Regions from separate parts of the Mus musculus genome. Here region 1 is linked to region 2. Evidence: chromatin contacts called from public promoter capture Hi-C data. All regions are on one chromosome and are shown on one strand. The core of a region is the stretch at or near the end of the contact, and the rest is flanking DNA. Distances in the headings are between cores, read along the strand shown. Region 1 holds the start of Nt5dc3 (5'-nucleotidase domain containing 3). Region 2 holds the start of Fbxo7 (F-box protein 7).

The links. Promoter capture Hi-C pulls out the DNA fragments that hold promoters and counts their contacts.
Region 1: a promoter capture Hi-C map of pre-B cells shows a contact between it and region 2. The contact joins the promoter of Nt5dc3 here to the promoter of Fbxo7 in region 2. A contact is called at or near these places in 21 of 39 promoter capture datasets (the 3T3-L1 cell line, 3T3-L1-derived adipocytes, the C10 cell line and 13 more), 3 of 484 Hi-C or Micro-C datasets (CD8 T cells, the G1E-ER4 cell line and embryonic stem cells), 5 of 115 datasets of contacts at active chromatin or transcription factors (bone marrow-derived macrophages, embryonic stem cells, extraembryonic endoderm stem cells and 2 more) and 2 of 9 other capture datasets (adipose tissue and liver).

The regions. Positions count from the first base shown.
Region 1 is chr10:86,777,265-86,782,553 of GRCm38.p6, reverse strand. It overlaps Nt5dc3 (5'-nucleotidase domain containing 3), which reads right to left and starts at 3,549. Exons shown (of 14, transcript NM_175331.3): 1 at 3,243-3,549. The coding sequence starts at 3,444.
Region 2 is chr10:86,020,043-86,026,178 of GRCm38.p6, reverse strand. Fbxo7 (F-box protein 7) reads right to left here and starts at 4,250. Exons shown (of 9, transcript NM_153195.2): 1 at 4,035-4,250; 2 at 1,469-1,763. The coding sequence starts at 4,156.

The DNA of each region.
Region 1 (5,289 bases), core at 2,300-4,799, 760 kb before region 2:
TAAAAAGAAAGTGAGGAAGAGGGAAGAGGGAAGGAGAGAGGGAGGGAAAGAAGGAGGGAGGGAAGGAGGGGAGGGGAGGGGCGTGGGGAGGGAGGGAGGGAGGGGAGGAGGGAGAGGAGGAGGGAGGGAGGAGAAAGGGGCTCAGAACAGAAGCAGGCTTTATAGAAACTATAAGTTTCTCTGTATATCCAAAGCTGACTTGAAAATTTTGTTTTTTAATAAATTTCAATTAAAATGGAGAGAAACAAGGACTGAGGAAGAGTGCATTATAACAAAATCTAAAAATCACACCCCTTGCCTGGCATGCATTTCAAGGGCTGGGCCTGAAACCCCTGTTGTGATTACAAAAGGGATCAAGTGACCAGGAAATAAGATTCTTCTGTCAAACAGTAGGAAAGTAAAACCATTTTATCCTGAGGAGATTACTGAGGGTGGGGGGTGGGGGTGGGGGCAGACTTCTGTGCGCTCACACGTATACACACACATACACACAGCCAGTCATCGATGCAGCCCCTATCCCTCTTCCAGACTCCACATCCCTGTCAGGCCGCTCCACAGTCTGGCACAGGCAACAGATACTGGGCACCTCGGCCCAGATTCACACTTGAGAATCAACAACCTTAAAACCCTCTGCTGGATACTTAATGCCTGCTCACATGGGCACAGACATCAGCTGGAGGAGGGTAGAGAAGATGAGGACTCAAATGAGACAAAAAAGGCAAAGCCAGATTAAAATCCCTGAGTTTTCAAAGGTGACATAGAAACTCCTTGTGAATGTGCACGAGGGGGGATGGGGGGTGCGGCACACCATGAGCCAAGCCTGCAGTGAGGGGACCTGCGCATAAGTAGCAACATCTCAAGGGAATGGGCTTAGGCAAAAAAAAAAAAAAAAAAAAATGCTATGTTAGGGCCAGGTACAGTGGTGCAGGACTTTAATCTTAGAACCAGAAAGATATCTGTGAGTTCCAGGCTAGCCTGGTCTACAAAGCAGAGTTCCAGGACAGCTGGGGCTATACAGAAAGACTTTGTCTCAAAAACTAAAAAATAAAAATAAAAGAGGAGGAGGAAGAAAAGAAAGAGGAGAAAGAAGAGAAGAGAAGGAGGAGGAGGAGAAGAAAAAGGAGGAGGAGAAAGAGGAAGAAGAGGAGGAAGAGGAAGAAGAGGAAGAGGAAGAAGAAACACCAAGCTATGTTATCCCCTTACTGCAACTAAGGGCCAGAGAGGAAGAAACTCAGCTTTTCATGCTCCGGACTTAGCACCCCAAACCGACACTCCCCAGGACTGATCTCTGTCTACAACCCAATACTGCTTTATTCTCAGAGGCTAACTGGGAGGGTGGGGGGACTCATTACACCATACCAAAACTCTACCACGTCAGTAATATCCCCATTTTCTGTATGGGTGAACAAACTTCAGGACCTTTCTAATTCTCACAGGCCACAAGGGGTAAACCCTGTCTAAAATATCAAGAGAGAAGAAATTTTACCTCTAGTTTCTTCTAAAGATGCAATTACCCTTCAACCTTTGGAGACTGGCTTCCTACCCCCACCCCACAGACACACTCCACAGTGTAACTCCCTAAAATATACATTTTTTTTGTATGTTAGATGAATGGTACTCTTCTTTTTATTGTTAAGTATTGTTCCATAGTAGGTACATACCAAAACACTGAGTCATTTAACCATAGCTCACTCCTCAAGAGGACATGTGTGAATTGTCCCAATCCCACAGCCAAATGGGTTTAAATATTGTATAGGGGTTTCTGTATTTCATTCTCTCCATACATGTCAGTAAAGTTTTTAACCAAAAATACAGAATAGCCTGGCATAGTGGCACACACCTTTAATCCCAGGATTCCAGGAGAGAGACATGAGATCTCTCTGAGTTCGAGGCCACCCAGGTCTACAGAGTGAGTTCCAGGACTACAGAGAAAAATCCTGTCTTAAAAAAAACAAAAAACAAAAACAAAAAAAACCAAAACAAAACAAAACAAAAGAAAAGAAAAACAAAAGACAGGAGTAGTGAGTGGTTCGTGTCTATAACTCCAGCACTTGAAAGACTGAGGCAGGAGGATTGCTTCAAGTTTAAGGTTACCTTAAAACCCTGTCTCAAAAAGACCAAAAAGAAAGAGGAAACTAAGCAAGAGAGAAGAGCTGACAGGGCCCTGACAGGACACACGTTTGCCTGGAATGGTGGTTCCCGCCCGCCTGGAAGGATAGAACACACAGGAGACTCATGACTTTAAGGCCTGGAATACACAACCCATCTCAAAACACTTGCCTGGCCAAAACCAATAAGCCACTCTTTCAAAGAAGTCTCCATTGCTTACACCTCGGAATGTGTTGTGAAGATATTCCAGGTGGGTTTTGTTTCACTTGAACAGGCATGTGGCCAAAGATGCAAATGGAAATCCTACAAAAACGTTCCCTCACCAACCCCCTTCCTCATGTAGCACCCTCCCCAAACCACCCCCTCCCCAAATCCCAGTGTCCTCTGACAGCTTCAGTGTCTGTGCTTCACTGGCCCTTTACTCCAGGTTCCAAACGTTTGACTGCAAGAAGCACAAAGCAACACACAGGACAATGGATTCCCGACCCTGAGTCAAAATCAGTTTTTGCTTAGGCCCCTTGCTCGCCCTTCCCGTCTACATAATGGACATGACCCCCTCCTCCGGAGGCTATGGGCGATTCAGAGTCGACATCAATACCTGATACTATTATAATCTGGTTCCTCTTTCCATTCCTTCTCCGATTCCCTAACCGCCCAGCCAAGCTCTTTCTCAGTTCACCTGACCACAAGTATTCCTCTTCTCCTCGCAGAGGGCGGTGGATAACCAGACCACCCTCCCCTTTCAAACAGCACATTTTATCTACTCCACCCTGCAAAAGGGAGACCGGCTCATCCTCCTGACCCAGTCGCCTGCGCTGGAGCCTGTCTAGGACAGCGCGGCAGCAAGCTGGGCTGCTACTACCATTCCCAGGGTGAATGACACCTAACGGTGTTTGGGGGAATGTCTTCCTACCGACGCCCTTGGAACTCTCGCAGCGGCCCAGAGCACTTGCGATGTACACTCCAGATTTAACAATCCCCAGGTATGAAATAGCTTCCCCGGCGGGGGAAAGCCAAAAAAGAGTTGCGAAGTTTTAGAGTCGCCTTCCCCGCGGGGGCCGCGCGACAGAGGCAGGGTGCGGGGGACCCGAGGGGTCCTCGAGTGGGCGGCGCAAGCTGGGACACGCACTCACCGTCCGTGCTCCTCTTCGCCTCGTGGTAGCGCGCCCACAGGTAGCTTTTCATGTCCACGGCAGCCGGGGCAGCCGGGGCAGAGCACAGGCGCCGAGCGCAGCCCGAGCGCGGTCGTTCTCGAGCCACGGCCCCGCCGCAACTCCGCAGCCCTGCCGCCGCCCTCGCCCCGGCCCCGCGGGCCGCCGCTGCCACCGTGGCCATGCTGCCTCTAAGCTGCCAGTGGCACGGATGGCCAGCGTCGCGAGGCTCCGGGACGCACGCCGGCAGTTCCTACGTCTGAGCAAGTGCCGGCGCGGCCCAAGAACCACCCACGGTGGGGCGGAGCCGGGGGCGAGGCTGGGGAGGTGGGCGGGTTCTAGAGGGAAGCAGGAGGCGGGGTCAAGGATTAGGCTAGGAGCTGCGGGATGGGTGGGGCCTGAGCTGGGTCAGGGGCGGGGCCTGGTTGGAAAGAGGAATGCCCCGGCTGAGTAAAGAATAGGGTCTAGAGAGAGAATGAGTTGGACCATCTCGATTGCGTCAGAGGCAGAGTCAGGGACCGAACCTGGGGAGACAGAGCCGGGGGCCTAGGCCAGTTAGAGGCTGGGTCAGGTGTGGGCCTGTGGAAATGGAGTGGGACGGAGTCTGGGTTGAGTCAAAGGCGGAGTCAAGGGCGAGGCCTTAGAGAAAGCGGGTTGGGCGTGGCCGGAGCTGCCAGGGCTCAGCGCCCGGTCGGCTGCGGTCACTTCCTGACCCGCGAGGCAGGAGGGGGCGGAGGGTGGTTGAAGTCACACGGGCTAGGATGACTCATCTCCGACCCTATCGCTGCCAGCAAGACTCTGCTCTACCTTCCTCTTGCCTTCCGTGGCGGGCCCCAATTCTGATTGCACTGATGAGTGTACGCACTATCCATCTCTGATCCCAGTCTCTGGAATGCGACCCACTCCGTGTCAAAGGCTTCTGCAGGTATCTCCTGGATCTCAGGTGCCTCTCTGAGACTGCCCTGAGGCTGAGCTTGGGCCTATCCAAGAGTTGCCCTTTAAAGAGTTGCTGGGCCGAGATTACACTCGAGGTCTAAAGTCGTCTGCAAGATCCTGCCCCTGAAGACTCCCGATAAATGTAAATTTCCTTAACAGTGCAGGCCTCTGGAAAGCCGGGTTCCCACCTCCAGAGAGGTCCTCCGGACATGATTAGCAGTCTCCTGCCCACGCTGGCAGCACGCTTGGTACCTGTTCCACTCACTTGCTTAACTGCACTTATTCCATGCCGCTCCTGCGGGACTTTCTATCACCAATTCAAGACCTACCTGAGAAACACTGGGCCCCAAGAAATTCCCAAAGTATCCCATGGTGACCACTGAGTAGGGGGGGGCGGTTATAGTGGGAATGGCTAGAATAATGAGAGGACAGACAAGGCACAGTGTGAGACAACCCCAAGCATTAGCGACTCAAGTTGTGGGCTGGAAGAGTCAGATGTTTTTGTGGAAGGTGATGACACTGGAGCTAGTCCCTGACTGATAATGAAAACCATTAATAGAAAGCTGGCTGTATATTTTATCGCATACACTCTTCCCAGCTGTCTTAAAAGGAACGTACCGCGTCTCTCCTTTAAACACAATGAAACCGAGGCACAACAGAGGTGAGATTGCTTGCCTATCGTCACAGAGCTGAGTCCCCTCTTCTGTTGGGTGGTAGGGAGGACGGTAGCTAGAAAGTAATCCTTAACTGTTACAGGTTAATGTTTTATGGATCAGTGATAAAATTGGAGGACAATAAAATGTGCAAATCGATATGCTATCAAATCCATGGGCTCTGGTCATTAAAAGCTTCCTTTATGACTTGAGGACATTTCACTTCCTATCTTTTCTTATTTTTACTAATAAAAAGTTTTGGTGATAACAATCATCAATTTTACTTAGGTGAATTTTTAAGTCAAAATATACTATAGAATTTTTTTTTAAATTACGATTGGTAAGAGTGCTTCTATATATTCTCTTAGACTATAGGACCCTGTGGAATCACGATTGTTGTACTTACCATAGAAACGTGGATCACTTGAAACCCACCCTTT
Region 2 (6,136 bases), core at 3,001-5,500:
TATGCTCTTAGAATTGCTCTTAGACCTGGAATCACTACCTTCAGGCAGGCACTCTCTGAAAGAGCCAGCCTGTCAGTAAAAACAGAGTCTGGAGTCAAGTTTAAGTATGCAGCCACATATGCTTATCCATCGCACACATTGCCCTATGAAGCAGAAACACACAGAGATACAAGAATGATTTGAAAGACAAATTAAAATTACTGTATGTGGAAATTATTTTAACAATTTATGAACCTATTAAGTATTTTAATAACCACCTATTCAGAATATCTGCCTATTCTATGTCATGGATCAATGTTTAAGGCTTGCAAAAGAAATTAAATTGGGTTGATAAGAATAAACAAAAACGGCTAAGAATGGTATATGTTGTCAGTATTAATTGTTTTGTTATACAGAGAAACCCTCTCTTAAAAAAACTAAAACAAATAAAGAATCATTTCACAAAAAATATAAAACAAATAATTAGGGGCTGGAGAGTTGGCTCACTGGAAAGGCACTGGCTGTTCTTATAAAAGTCCTGAGTTCAACTCCCAGCAACTACATGGTAGCTCACAACCATTAATAATGGGGTGTGATGCTCTATTTTGACTATACACATTAATAAATAAATCTTAATAATAATGATGATAATAAGGAACTTACAAAGTAACAAAGATCACCATTAAATGTTTAAATTGCTGAACTACAATTAGCAAGGACTCTGGAATACAGACAGAAGTACAAACAGGAAAAAGAGAGTCAGCAAGGGCCCCAGGCCACATCTTCACTGGTCACAAGGTCAGCAGGTTGTGCACTTGTGTGAGTATGAAAATGGAAAAATGGGAAGGATCGGGAATCTGTACTAACTAGAGACAGGAAAAGAACAGAAAGTAAACCTGGAGAGGTAGGGTGGGACAATAAGGGATTTTTCTCCTCTGTGAAATAACACAGAATAGAAAAATTAGCGTCAAAAGAGACAGAGGTAGTACAGAGCAAGAGAATGCCACAATGAAGATGCAGGAAGCAGACAGCCTGAAAAGTAGAGTAAAGAACAGACTGGCAGCCTGTGGTATAAGAAGTCACTAGGCACAGGAGACCAGTGGTCCTCTGAGGAGCAGAAGAGCTCCTGTGGGGGGGCCATGCAAGTTAGAGTGCTAGCATATTAGTGCAGACATTCAGCAGTTTAAAAAAAAAAATGTTCAAGCAGGGCAGTGGTGGGCACACCTTAAATCCCAGTACTTGGGAGGCAGAGGCAGGCCAATCTCTGAGTTTTAGGCCAGCCTGGTCTACAGAGTGAGCAGCAGAGAATAGCCAGTACTACAGAGAAATCCTGTCTTGACAAACCAATCCAAATCAAACCAAAAATGTTCACAAAGGGCACAGTCTACAGTTTACTGATGCTAGTCATGCTGACTGGTGTAGAATTCCTCTGAAGAATCAATATACCTTATCAATTACTCTATCCCATCTCTTCATCTACAATACCCACCATACTGTCATCAGTCCAGGCATCAAATGGGGTGGCCTGTCCTTGGGATGAATCAGTCCCTTGTTCATCTGGGATGTTAGTCTGACTTGGGGTGGCAGCCAAAGAAGGTTGGTCATTATCCTGGAGTGAGGAATGCTCTGTATCTGTAGATGAAGGTAAGTTAGGTGCCGGCATGTCATCTTCAAGAACCAAACATATCAAGTCCCCAGAAACAATCCCATATGAAGCCAAGGTCTCTTCATCTCCAGTGAGGGCATCCTTGTTGTTCAATGTAATTGCAAATCGGGTATCAGAACTGCCAAGAAAGATGGATGAGCATAGTAAGAGCTACCTACCAATATTCCAAATAATACATTTGGAATACATTAAAGTACATGCTATGTTCCCAAAAGCTCTATATAATATTTTAAAAAGAAAGAAAGAAAGAAAAAGCAGGAGACAAAATTACTTGTTCTCATCAAAAGCCTGGGTCATAGACTTGTAACTGGAGCTTTAGTAGGCAGGGAGGCGAATCAGTAACCTACACTTCACCAATTCTAAAGCACAGACTTTGCAGTACTCATCATCTCTGACCATGAGGAGCTTCTTAAACTTAACACATCAACCAGTTTAACCCACAGCTTTGCTTCCAGCTTTCCATCGTGCTGGGGCTTCAAACTCCAGTGTCAGGCTGGTGCATCAAACGCCTCAGCCAACCCGCCAACCCCCAACCCCATTCATTTTTCTTAAGACACATCCATTAAAGAGACATTACTGGAGTTAAAACTATTCCTACTCCTCAGGAAATAAGATGCTCTGATGCTTGCAAAATGTTCTGGTCAACAACAAGCTGAAAACCTGCCAGGGGCCCAGGGACACACCATGTCAACCTTGGCAGAAAGGGGACTCCCCAAGCAAACAATTCGTTCTGTAGATGGGATAAGGAGCGGTCTGTTTAACAGAAATGCCAGTTTTCCCTCCCACTTTTCTGAAGTGTTTTCCAAGGCCCTATTTTCTGTCATTTTGGGGGGTCAGGTGATTTTACCAAAAATAATACAATTCCAGAAGCTTGCATATATACATATATGCAATCTTTGATCTGCTTACTAGAAAATACTCTTTAAGAATAACAAATGTGTCACATGAACACATTTTAAAGCTTCTCTTCTGTTCCCTAAATGAACAAAATTTCAGAGAAATGAGTTTACTTTCACAAGCTGAGGCTTAAATTCCATCCACCTAACCAACTGCAACTGTGAAAACAGCATGCAAGAGAAACAGAGCTCTTGGGTTTCCAACCCTTTCAAAACTGCCCTGCTTAACTGAGAAGTAAGACTACTTGTAAATACCTTAAAAATTGAATTCTCAAAGTGTGAGGAGAGATAACTGTTATCAACATTGAAAACACTTGGTTTTACACCAATAAGTAACATGTGGGTAGGTCACCATTATATGGAAATATATATTATATATAATACAGCAACATATTTTCTTTTAATATGAAAAAATGCTCTTTTTTTAATGGTTTGGCTAACATTATTATCTTATTAGACAGGGTCTCACAATGTAACACTGGCTGGTCTGGAACTTGCTATGTAGACCAGGCTGACCTTGAACCCTGCCTCTTCCTCCAGAGCGCTAGAATAAAGGTGTAGCTCAGGCTCACTTAATGGGGGGATGGGAGCAGGGAGGAAGGGTGAAAAAATCTATTCAGGGTCTCACTTTGCTTAACTCCCTACAAATAAAGTGAAAAGGCTTATTTAAAATGCCAATTAATGGGAAACGTTTTTCTTTGAAAATTTTTCCCTTTAGAAGCCCCAGAGCCCATCTTTTTAATTTTTTTTTTCTTCACTAGTTCAAATTTCTAGCTCAGCACTTGAAGTGGGTCGTCCATACAGTTATCTCTCTATGTCCTGAAACTATCTTCTGCAGAAACACAGACGCTTCATCTGCAAAAATTAGTAATAGAACCCCATAAATTAGTAATAGAACCTAATCCTTTTTCAACTTGCCATGAAACTGTAAGCTCTCTAGGGTCATGCCTCTATTCGTGAAAAAAAAGCAACATTCTCACCCAGAGAATGCCCGCTGACAGGCGTACTTCCTGAACCCTTACAGTGAGAAAGTGAGAAAGTTACAGTTAGGTGCAGTCTGCCACTTGCACGCTCAGCTGTTTTTAAAGTTACTGTAGCCTTGGGCAGTGGCACAAATTACAGTGACCTAAGGTGTCAAGACTTTTGTCACCTTGAGCACGATGCTTTTCCGATTTAACCACTGAACTATCCCAACCGCAGAGGTAAACTCAAGTTAACACCGGGAGATTTAACGCAAGCCAAGCTTCCCGAGTTCCCTTCCCGCCCTCGGGGCCGCAGCGACCGAAACCCCGGAAGTGACTACTCACCGGGGAGGACAGCGGCACCCGGGGGAGGCTGGGCCATGGTCTCTCGGAGCCGGACCCCGGCCAGCACCCAGCTGCCGAGCGTCACAGTCACAGGCGCCCAGTGCAGCTACACCCGGGAGGCCCGGGCCTCACGTGACCGCTCGAAGCGCGCCATCCCCCGAGCCCCACGACAGCGACGCGGCTCACCTGAACCCCAACGTGGGCAGCAGGACCTGGCTGAGGTGCGCGCGCAGCTGCCCGAGCGTTGGCTCCGACTCCGGCACCTCGAGCGGCTGGGTCCGCTTCTGAAGCCGCACGCGCAGCTTCATGGCGAGAGTCGGACCGCAAGCTTCGGTCGGCCCCGGGAAGAAACCGAAAGCAAGGAGCTCCGGGCCTGCGCTCCCGAGGAATCCCCAGCGCTCGCCGCTCGGTCGACTACGCCCCCTAGAGCCTTCCGCTCGAGCGGAGGGCCGAGCGCCTGCGCTTCCCTATCGCTGGCTCGGCGCGCGACATCGCCACCTGGAGGCGAGGCGCGCACGGCGCAGGCGCTGGGTTTGCTTGGGCGCACTTGAGTCTCTACGCTTCTGCTTCTGCTTCTGCTGGGGTGAGCGAGTTTGTTCCTTCCCTCCCAGCAAGCAGGATCTTTAGCTCTGGAAGGAATGCTGCCAACAGTGTGGAGACATGACAGACGGCCCTAACCTGATGTCACTGGTTTCCGTGCCCAGAAATGAACTGCTCTATCCCTGTCATTAGAGTGCTCAGACCTGCCTGAGAAATAATGTACACAGGTCCCCTGTGATGACTAAAGAAAGTTAATGTGGAGCCAGGGATCCCTTAAGGGCTGTTGGATGCCTGGGAGGTACTAGAGACCTGCAGGTGAGATAAGAATAGGATAATGGCTGTGAGGATAGTAACTGCTGCCTTTGCTTCTTTAAAACTCACTATCGCTATGGGAAAGGGATGAAATGATCTTTTAATTACTATATAGCGGGAAGGTGAGAAACAACTGAGGAAAGTAAAACAGTTTTCCTGCCCAGCTTGTATTTCGTGGTAAGTTGTAATATACACCTTTCTGATGTCCAATTTAAAACCCCATCTTATCCTTAGTCCCCCTTCCCTATGGAATGCTGTTTGGGCTCTAAAGCTGCCTTCCTTCTGCTAGCAGTAAGCATAAACTCATTTTAATATAAATTTGAATTGAGCCTAAGTCTTTGGTTTCTCCCAATGGATTTGAAGGCCACAACAGTATAGCTCTTCACTTCTCACGATAAATCTTGATAAACCAGACTGCCTCCATCTCAGGCGTAAAAGCCATCTTATAGTAAAGACAAACTAGGTTTCTCAAGGATTGGGCTATGTCCCACCTGTAACCTTAGCTACAAATGGCTCTGTACTGCCCCATGCCTTTATTTTAAAAGGTTATTATGGTGACCCTGTTGTAACCACCTTGCAACCATGTCTTTGTTTCAAGAGGCTGTTATGACCAACTTGGTATGCTTATGTTCTGCTTCGGTAATACATGCCTATTTGCCTGCCAAATCCTCATCTGGAAACCCCCTACTCCTGAACTATTACAATCTTACCTTACCTATGTCCAGCCCATGTATACATACCAAGAAAAGCTTGATTAATTAATTTGGCCATGATGGTTTGGGGTTGATGGTCTTTCTCCTCGAATCTGTGGGACTGATTTTTTTTTTTCCTGTGGGATTAACAGCATTTACTTCCTTTCTTCCTTGGCGCTGCCCTTAGGAACTTGAAGCTGAAGCCAACTCCTTTAGCCCCTTCATGTTACCACAAAATTTAAAGCAGCTTTTAGTTGTTACACAGTGTCTTAGTAAAATCTTTTGCTGCATATCAATTGTCCTCCAAAGCTTACTAACCCACATCAATAAACATTTGTCGACCCACAAATTCTGTAGATTGGGAACTTGGGTACAGGGTGGTTAGGTAATTCTGTCTCAGGGTCTCTTGCCAGAGCTGCCTGAAGACTTGACTACACATATCATCAAACGATTGGCCCCAGTTTTTCACAGATTTTTTTTTTCCAGAAATCTACTTGAATGTCCACATAACATGATAATTGGATTCCCTGAGAGTAAGCGACCCAAGCATTACCAAGACAGAAACTGTGAAGTCTTTTACAACATAGCCTCAGAAGTTACATATTTATTTCCATCTTTTTTTTTTTGCTACAAGCCAACATTTTAGTATAAGAATATCAAACCAAAAGCATGAATACTGATAAATAAATCAGATTGGTTTGAGACTGGTTGTAATAGAAAACCAATCTTTATGAAAGAGGATAT